2 separate regions of the Ovis aries genome follow, and region 2 is linked to region 1. The links are chromatin contacts, called in public Hi-C maps. All regions are on one chromosome and are shown on one strand. The core of a region is the stretch at or near the end of the contact, and the rest is flanking DNA. Distances in the headings are between cores, read along the strand shown.

What was found. A called contact is a pair of places that touch in the nucleus more often than the background predicts.
Region 2: a contact with region 1 is called in a Hi-C map of skin fibroblasts, with 2.3 times the contacts expected there. The contact joins the promoter of PPTC7 here to the enhancer-like site in region 1. A contact is called at or near these places in 2 of 16 Hi-C or Micro-C datasets (skin fibroblasts and tail adipose tissue).

What each region holds. Positions count from the first base shown.
Region 1 is chr17:54,440,621-54,445,618 of ARS-UI_Ramb_v3.0, forward strand. It overlaps PPTC7 (protein phosphatase targeting COQ7), which reads right to left. Exons shown (of 5, transcript XM_042234599.1): 3 at 2,599-2,722; 4 at 1,082-1,211. Among named protein-coding and RNA genes, the nearest start is that of RAD9B, 35 kb to the left of the region's middle. Within about 2 kb of position 3,096, at least 8 of the 54 cell types and tissues checked have an H3K27ac peak or open chromatin away from gene starts, as enhancers often do.
Region 2 is chr17:54,476,173-54,481,170 of ARS-UI_Ramb_v3.0, forward strand. PPTC7 (protein phosphatase targeting COQ7) reads right to left here and starts at 2,742. Exons shown (of 5, transcript XM_042234599.1): 1 at 2,224-2,742. The coding sequence starts at 2,461.

The DNA of each region.
Region 1 (4,998 bases), core at 1,846-4,345:
ACATCCTCTGTGTATAGAAATCACAATAAAGACAAAATGTTACTAAGATTTATTCTGCCTGACAAGAAAGTTCTATGTTCCACCCTCCTGCAATCCTAATTTGGACAAACATACCCAATGTTTTGAAACTAGCTGATAGTCTTGTAGTCTAATCTGGCAAACAGCTATGGCATGTGCTTTTTTCTATTTAATATTTCCCGGACAGCTAAGAAATGCTTTGCGTGTCATAATATTATACCTGCAAGAAGCTGACCACTCTACAAGTGCTGATATGCTTGCACCAACATGTTATCCAAGCTCAAAGCTGAGATATTGGCCTGCTCCCAAAGTTACACATTGCTCAGTAGATAGGAAGACTCTAGGCAAGGAGAGTCTTCCCTTTTCAAAACATCCTACAGAGGCAGGTGGGATGAACTGGGAGACTAGGACTGACATATACACACTGCTATGCATAAAACAAATAACTAATGAGAACATACTGCACAGCACAGGGGAACTCTACTCAGTGCTCTGTGGTGACCTAAATAGGAAGGAAATCCCAAAAAGGGGACATATGGCTGATTCACTTTGCTGTATGACAGAAACTAACAGAGCACTGTAAAGCAATTAATTACAATTAATAAAAATTAATAAAAAACAAAAAAACTTGCTGTAGCAATTTGGTAGGCAAATACTGTGAATGAGTCCCACAAAGCCAGACGAAGGGAGAAGTGAAATGTCAGACTTGTGAAGGGCAGAATGTTTAAACCATTAGCAATGTCCAGGCCCTCCAGGCAGAGCTCAGAGGTTTTCTGGGCTCAGATCCAAGCAGAGCATTGGCAGCGATAAAGGGCTTCAGGTTCCACCTGCCTCTGCAGCCAATGAAGTGCAGCTCTGAAGGGCACCTCTGTAGGGAACGCATGCACTTGCTGTCCTCCAGTGTTCAGGCCTGCTGACCTTGTGCAAAGTCACCAGCTCACAGCTGGGAGAGGACCCCTCAGCAGTCTCACCCCAGTGCAGCAGCTGGCCTCACACACAGCCCAGAATGCTCCATCCCCTATGTCCCCAGTTAGTCCTTATGAAGTTCCCAAAGAATGCTTACCTCTCACATTCAATCCGTTGTCACATGCAAACTGTGCAAAAGGTGACATATAATTTGGGTCATAGGCCAGCTCATGAGCTTGCTCAGCAATGCTTCTTGCCGTCTGCTGTATACTCTCATAATTTGAATTCTAATACAAAAATATGAGGGAGATATTTTTACCAAAATGCCTCACATGATTTCTACATGCAGGTAAACATCACTTTTTAAGACAGTAAGATTTATCTAATCATAGTTTCCACCATTTAAATTTTGTTCCAGTTAGAGAAGACAGTGGAACATAATACCTTGACTAAAATGAACAAGATCACCAGTGCTGCCTACATAGGACGTCAACGAGAAAGTTCTTTGTGAGGATGGCCTTGGGTCCTGAAGTTTGAATTTTTTTATCTCCCCGGCCCCCTTGAAATTCTTAAGGCATTCTTGCTAAAATGGGATGGGATTGAAGGGGCGGATTTTGATAGCATTTTAGGATGACCTCAAAATTCTCCCTGCTTGGGAGTGCACCCCAGGCCAAGCTCAGTGTGCTTGCTCTCCAAGTAAATGCTGCCAGTTACCCCACTGAAAAGCCCTCTCTATTCTCTATTTCTTCTCCATGCTTTTTCTTTTTTATTTAGCAACAACACTATTTCTATTCTTTCTCTGTATTCTCTGTCTTCCTCCACTAGAATGTAAGCCCCATAAGGTCAGGGAATGTGTCATTTCTGCCTCTCAGTGTTACACACATGGCACAGTGCCAGCATGTGTCAGCAGCACCTGACCTTCCTAAGCTCCACAGACAAAGCATGGTGTTAAGGATTTCTAGTGCGTAGTCTTGGTTCATCCTCACCACAGCCCTACAGAACAGGGTCTTTGAACTGTCCCACCCCTATTTTATAGGTGAGAAAAACACTGCTAAGAAAGTTTAGAAAACTCAAGGTCATACTGGTTAGTAGTAAAAACATGAGAAAAGATCAATCCCCCCAAGTCAGTACTTCACAAAGCCAGGAGAATATGCAGACTGGCTTTCATTTCCTTCCACTCACTATATGGGCCAAGTCTGAACTGCTTTGTTACTGGTGACAGCTCAGATCACATCAAGGCCCTTAGCTGCTTGCTACCCTTGGCTGCTGCCTTGGCTGGCTCTGGTATGATGATTTCCTATCTTTCCCAGCCTCAACACCTGCTGGGTTTGTTACAAGACTAAAAAATGAAAAAGATAACCAGCAACCAACACCATTAAATACCATTAAAACACAATTAAAAACACAAATCTCTTATCAGAGTTTTTCCTACCTTTACCACCCTACTAAAGAGGGGCTTGGATGAGAAGCCTCTTTTTCCCTCAGGTTTTCCAACTGTGAATATTTCTGTCTACAACTGTTTAGAACAAGATCAGAACCATTTTCATTTTCCTAAATTCACGAAGTAGTCCTTTCCAAAACTACAAAAAGAGCTTACGCAACTGAATTAATAAAAAAAACTCGGCTGTCCAGGGAGGGTCACTGTTTCTAAAGGCCCACCTTTGAGTTAATTACCTTTAACTTTTTTAGCTCCTGAAGGATCATATAGTCAGGCATGTTGTCAAAGAGTCCATCTGTCGCTGTCAGGATAATGTCCCCTAACTGGACATCAAAAGATGTGCTATCAGCGGCATCTGGGCTGTAACAAGGACAGGGTGGTGGCAAAGTTAGCAGAGCCCTTTAGAGATACTGTTAGAAGTTTCCAATGGGGACGATGCTACAATATAACGAAGCTTTAAGGAAAACTAATTTATAGTAGCAGTCAATAATAAAAATCACTATTCTGAAATTCTTAACCTTGAAAAAAACTGAAAACTCTGATATAAATCTTTCAAAAGCTTAACAAAAACTATCAAGTAAAACTGAGTTTGATGATTAGTCACATGTGCTTTAAAAGGAAGAGGGGTTCTTTTCTGAGTCAGACACTAAAATGCCTCTAGAATCCTAGTGGAAATGAGTCTTTGTTTCCTAATTCTTTAGTGCCAAATTCCATCCTCTCTTACTCACTTTCCACTCATCAGTTTCCCTGCAGGCTTGAATTTGGAGGCTGTGTTCTAGTGGAATAAATGAGCACTATGGAGGAGCACATGCCAGTCCTATAAGAATTAATTCCTGTGAAATATCTACAATGGTATTTCTTACTATAATGCTAGTAATTACTGGTATATTACCAGTAACACCAAATAAATATTAATAAATCACCCTCACTCTGGCAGAGTAAAGACTGTCTCTCTCAGGGCTTACAAAGTTCTCATCACGCACAGGTTACTTATTTATAAGGGCTCCTGGCACATAATACGTCTTCAAGAAATAGTTAATGAATGAAGAATCACAGTAACTAATCCTCCAGTTTGGGTAAAGACTCAATATTGTTAATGAAAAGAACAAGGTACTGTGTGTGTGAGAAAGAAAGATCTATATATACAGGCGCTTCTACATGCAGAGAATAAATCTGGAAGGATTCAAAGAAACATAACTGGCTGCCTCTGAGGACAGGTGGTAGATTTTTCATTACATCTGTGTAAAACTTTTTTAAAAAGATAGAGGGGAGACTTACAAGAAGAAAACAGAAGCCCAGGTGGGGAGAAAAAGAGAAGATAATATATTCAAAGAGTTCATGGCTCCCTTGGAGACTGATTCTCAGCCATTTTGAAAGGCCAGCTCTACCACTTCCAGGCTTCCAAGGTAAGGGAAAGGTGAGATATCTGATAATTTGCCTTAAAACGTGTAATTAGGGAACAAGAGCCAGGAAAAAATTCATACACTGACCCAGAAGGCAGGGGCCAGAACCAAAGCACCTTAAGCCTCACCAAAAAAAAAAAAACAAAAAACACTAAATTGTTTAAGTGATGTACTATAAAATTTGTAAAGGGAAAACATAAAAACAAACAGCCTACCCATGCCTGCTGGGGATTTACACTAAGAAAATTTCTAGTTTGTTTTCTGTTGACTGAGGAAAGCAGCACCACACCAAAAAGTTCTGTAACGGGCTTCTGACAAGGAACAAACTAGCTTTCACTTATACATTTATACAATAACATAGCTGTTTTAACAACAATAGCTGTTGTCAAAACAGCTATTAAAGGAAATTTGTAAGTTAAGGTTCAAATAATATTTTATAGATAAGAGAGACTGATAACAAAGGATAACAAGCAGCCAAGAGAAGGAAAAAAAAAAAAGACACACACTAAAACAGACTGTAAATTGGTAGAAACCAGGTCGATTTCTTCCATGGAATAAAGAGAAACAATACAAGACATTGCACATTTGCTCAGTCTTTGGAAGCGAATCAGCCTCTAGAAGTTTAGATTAATGACCAGGTTGGCACTGAAGCTCTATTTTATGCTGAGGTCTTTCTTTCCCCAGGAGTGTCTTTTGCTATGCTGTCTGTGAGAGACTCGCTGCCATTGGACAGTTCGTCCTCTTCTCCCAACACTCCCACCCCTGAGCTTGGTGTTCTGCCAGCTGCAGTTCTGCCCATTTTGATTGAACATACTGTGCTGCTGGAAACTTTTGACTGCACTGAAACACGAGCTGCAATCACATGCTAGCAAACTGTCTCTGGGCTCCAGGGGAAGCAGCCTCCACCTCACTGGCAGGACAGGCCAAGTGCTGCCCTGACCAAACTGTCCCAAAGAGAGCGTGTGAGGTACTGCAGGGGTGCTCTAGCACTGGGAAGCCAAAACAACAAGGATCAAATAAAGGAAAATGAAAAACACTGTTTCTCCAAAAACTGTTAGCTGAACTTGACATTTACCAAGGTCTTGGGGTTCTGAGTCTGCCTCACTCCAATGTGACTAATATCGATGTGCTACTACAGCCAACTGAAGAAGGGCCTATAATCAAATTTTCTTCCAATTATGGTAATCTGCCTTACTCTGAAAGTAAAAAAAAATGCTTCCCTCTCTGTAGGAG
Region 2 (4,998 bases), core at 1,492-3,991, 35 kb after region 1:
AGGTAGTCCACTTCCCTCATCCTCTAGTCTAGAGGAGGAAAATGAGCTGAGAGGCTCTTGCCCAAAACCACAGATCAGAGAGTGGAAACGCTGAGCGCCAAACCAGGCTGGGTTTATGCCAGGATGGTATGTTTATACATTTTTCAAAATGGGTTTGACCAAAGTTTCACATATCCTTATGAATACCCTACTCCATTAAGAAGGTAGCCTTCAAAAAACTTCAAATCAAATTTCAGCATAAGCATCTGACACATTAAACTATCCCCTGAATCATTAATCAAATCACAGATCTTTCACATAAGCCAGCACATAGCAGATTTTTAAGGGGGAACCTTAGTGGCTCAATATCCTCTATCCTATTGCACTATACCAGCAACTTGAAAAAGCAGTACAGGTCATCACAAGCTTTTAACTGTGAAGTGCCTCGACTGTAATGAAAAAAGAACCATTGACCGACCTTTAAAAAAAAAAAGATATCAGGGCTTCCCCAGTGGTTAAGAATCTGCCTGCCAATGCAGAAGACATGGGTTCAATCCTTCATTCAGGAAGATCCCACATGCCACCGAGCAACTAAGCCTCTGCATCACAACTACCAAGCCCATGCACCACAACTACTGAAGCCAGTATGCCCAGAGTACATGCTCAACAAGAGAAGCCCCTGCCTGCGGCAACTAGAGAAAGCCTGCGTGCAGCAAGGAAGACCCAGCACAGTCAAATATAAATTAAATAAATAAATAAACTCTTAGTCAGGGTCGAGCTGACTTTAGAGTGATTTGTATGACTTCAATTTTCAAGTTCCCCTAGGGAACTCTACTCAGTACTCTATAATGACCTACATGGGAAGAGAATCTAAAAACAAGTGGATATATGTGTATCTGATTCACTTTTGTACAGCAGAAACCAACACAACATTGTAAATCGACTATAATCCAATAAAATTTTTTTTTAAAACTTGCAAGTTCCCTTCTAAGGAGTCTTTGCCTAAACACTAAATGATTTTTTCCAACCTACCTAAAGGAGTCTTTCATAAATTAAACTGAAAACAACTTTTCTAGTGCTATCTTCATACACAGTACATGAGTAAAAGCAAAGATAATACACTTATTCTGAGACCAAATTAAAAAGTAATTATCATTATAAAATTACAGGACCTTGTGTTCCAATGCCAAGCTTTGGCTCAGTATATGCAATTTAAAGTAGTCAAATTACTCAATCTCACCTGAGAAGTGAAAACAAAGCGACATTTGAACTTGAGTTCAATGACAACGTGTCCTTCATTTTCACAGGAAGTGCTCCATTTATTAAGAGAGATTTAAATGGCATAGGAGTCTATAGCATACGCACTGCCTCCAAAGACATGCATGATGATAAAGTTTCTGATCGCTTCTGAATTCTATTTAGCCATTTCTGCAAGCTCTAACTCTAAAGACTCCCAACCCCTAAGATGTAACTGGACTAGGCCCTCTGAAGCACCTGTGGCCTGAAATGGCTTTAACCAATTCTCAAGGCTTTCTTGGCCGCAGTGGAGAAGAGGGTTTGACCATTCTATTTTGGGTCAAGGAGACTCTCTTCCACCCTAAGTGACCTCAAGTGGCCAAGATCAGTTGGAAGAATGCACTGCGAGTGATTTTTTACCAGGCCAGCGGCCTCTGCTGCAAGACTCCGACAAGGATGGAGATCTGGTCTTGGATCGAGGCGACGAAAGAATGCGGCTGAGCTGTGTAGGGCTTACGACAGCCAGTCTGCTCGGGATCCCGCAACCCATAGCCGGGCCAAGGCGTCAGGAGCTCGAAGAAGCAGGGATCCCCAGGGCACGCAGAGGGAGGAGGAAGGGAGCGAGGGAGTGAGAGCGAGGTTCGGAGCCTGCAGGTGTCGCCGGGGAAGGGAACGAGGTCGTCTGGGGCTGGCACTGCCAAGTGACTAACAGTGCGGTTCCGGACTCAGACAAACTGGTCACATTCTCAGGGTGTGTGACCTTGAGCATGTGGCTCCACCGCTCAGCGCCTCAGTTTCCTCATCTCTAAAATGGGGGTTGATCAAGTGGAAAACGCACCTTCAAGCGCTTGGCACGGCGCCTGGCACCTAGTAAGCGCTCCGTACAATGAGCTACTACTGGCTCACTGGCTCCTCTTACCGCCTGGAGGAGCTGGAAAAGCCCCGAGCAGGGGAGTCCCCAGGAGGCGGATCCGGGGCTGGGGAGGGGGGACCCGGCCGGGCACTCACCAAGCACGTCTGCGGAGCGGTGCCGGGCTACGAAGCACGCGTCGTCCCCATAGCAAGCGCCCTTCTTGAGGAGGCCCTTACGGAAGTCCTTGCCGAAGCCGCAGCCGGCCGTCACCAGCCCGTAGTCGCCGCCGCCGCCGCCGCCGCCGCCGCCGCCTCCGGCCCTGGGGTCGGTCTGCGAGAGGCCGCCGAGCACGGCGCGGGCCACCAGTCGCCCGTACGAGAGGACCGAGAACATCGCCGCCGCCGCCCCCCCGAGGAGGCGGGGGGCCCGGGGAACAGGAGGACGCGGAGGCCCGGAGCCGGCTCTCTCCTCAGCCGCAGCCGAGCCGCCGCCGGGACGCTCCTCAAGGCGGCGTGCAGTTACCGCCGCCGCCCTTGCCCGACGCGCGGGGCCTCGCACACGCTCCGCCGCGCGCACTGGAGCCAGAGCGAGGTCAGAACCGGCGGCTCCTCCGCCTCAACCCGACTAGGGTCCCGGCTGCAGCCACCGCTGCCGCCGCCATCTTCCGCTCCACTAGCGTGTTCCGGGCCGCGCCGGCAGCACCGCCCCCTTATGACCACGCCTATAGCCCCGCCCACGGCCCGCGGCTTAGGACCAAGCCTCCTCCTCCTCGGCTCGGTGCCGTATGCAGTCACAGAGGTCGAGCTTGCGCAGAGGATGTGGTCACAATGTCTCCTGGGAGTTGTAGTCAGGAGGTTGTAGTTGCTTCTTTTACTTCACTGCCTAGCTTCAAGGACCTAGGAGGAGTTCCCAGACGCGAGACCGAAGTTAAAATGCGGAGAATTGCAAGTGGGTTGTTTGAAAGTTTTCTCCCCTGCTTTCAGTGAAGAGAAAACGCCACTATTCCTTTAAAAAAAAAAAACCTGGAAAAATTAATCGGGTCACGTATGATTTTTCTGTAACATATATATTAAACTGAAGTACACAAATCTAGTAACACCTCTAGCATTTGTATATTGGAAGGGTTTAGGGACGGGTTTAGTCCACTAACTGGACTGTAGCCATGTTCACAGGTGCCTCAAGGCCTTTGCTTTTGCTCCTCCTTCCACTCACTGTGTATTTATTTTCATTATATATATATATGGTGGGTTTTTTTTTGGCTGCACTTCACAGTGAATAGGACCTTAGCTCCTCATGCTCATAGGTGCCTCAAGGCCTTTGCTTTTGCTCTTCCTTCCACCCACTGTGTATTTTTTTTTTTTTTTTGGCTGCACTCCAGAGTGACTAGGACCTTAGATCCTCCACCAGGGATTGAACCCACACCCCTGCAGTGGAAGCATGGAGTCCTAACCACTGAACCACCATGGGAAGCCCCCTTCCATCCACGTGAATCTAATTCCATTTCTTGAGTGTCCTGTGCTCTTTCTCAGTGTATCCCCAGAACATATGGGCACATGATAAACACTTTAATAAATGAATGAATGCATATTTCACTAGATCCTAAGCACCCTAAAGGCAAGGATCATTTGCCACTATATTATTACAACTGATACAATTTATATAACTATTGAACAAAAGAAAGGATAATTGAATAGGAACCATAAATATTAATAAAACATAGCATTTGTCAAATAAAGGAATGATTAAATGAATGGATTCAGAAATAAAAGAAAACAGATTTGAGGCAAATGATCTAATCTGAAATAGTTTTTGCTATCACCCAGAAGCATTTGTCCTTTTCCAGCTTTTTGTCCGGAGTTGGTGAAGGACAGGGAGGCCTGGTGTGCTGCGATTCATGGGGTCGCAAAGAATCAGACACGACTGAGCGACTGAACTGACTGATAGTTCCTCTGGGGATTCCTGTCTCAATCTACAAACGAATCTCTTTTACAGCTTTTTAAGTATATCTAAAGACGTGCCAACCATCCACTCAAAGCACATTCTGTTATCCCAATTACTGTCATCATTAAATACTTTTGTGGTTCACGGTGTGCTAAGTACTCTATATGTTTCTGTCCTTAAGGGTTTTCATCAAAATTGGACTGAACAAACCACTTCACACAATGAGTGGTCTTTTGTCAAATGTGTAGACAAAAAAAGATTCATTTACCGGATAAAAGATAGAGTGATTCTAGGCGTGCAGTCACACCTTTCTATTTTTTTATGGCCCACAAGAATTAGAGAGTGCCCAGAAGAGGGTGGAATCTTGTGGATCCTCAGCTTGGCATTTATGTCTGTGCCAGCCATGCTAAAGGTTGTTCTTTTAAGCACATAACACTACCAAATCCCAGCCAGGATGTCAGGTAATTCTACCCCAAGGACAAATTTTTTAAAATAGCATGTCAACCCTTATTCCTTGCCTCATCAGACTCCCTCCGACTGCTACTATCTTTTCATTTTCAGGACATATATTACCTCATTTCCATGTCACTCACAGGAACCAGTTGGATGAGATAAGTAGGAACATAAGATGTGACTCTCATGCTGGGTAACCTCTGCTCTGTTGGGGCTACTGTTTTCACAGTTAAATGATACCGGTGCCTTGAGTTTCCTGCAAATGAGTTGCTTTTCGGAGCACAGTGTGAACAGAATCCTTTCTCAAAGCTCCTTTGCTCTTTTTGGAAAGAAGAGACAGGGCATCAGGTTTCCTTGAATCATTTATTCCAGAGCCAGTTCTGAAAAGTCTCACTATAGTGGGGAAGCCAGGACAGGGTACTTGGAGAAAAAAAAAATACACCTTCCCCTGCCCTCCCTGGGAGCACAATTCACTTGTGACATTTTGCTAGACTTTAAAAGCCCTAAGAGTTTTCTTCCTTAACAGAGTTACATTC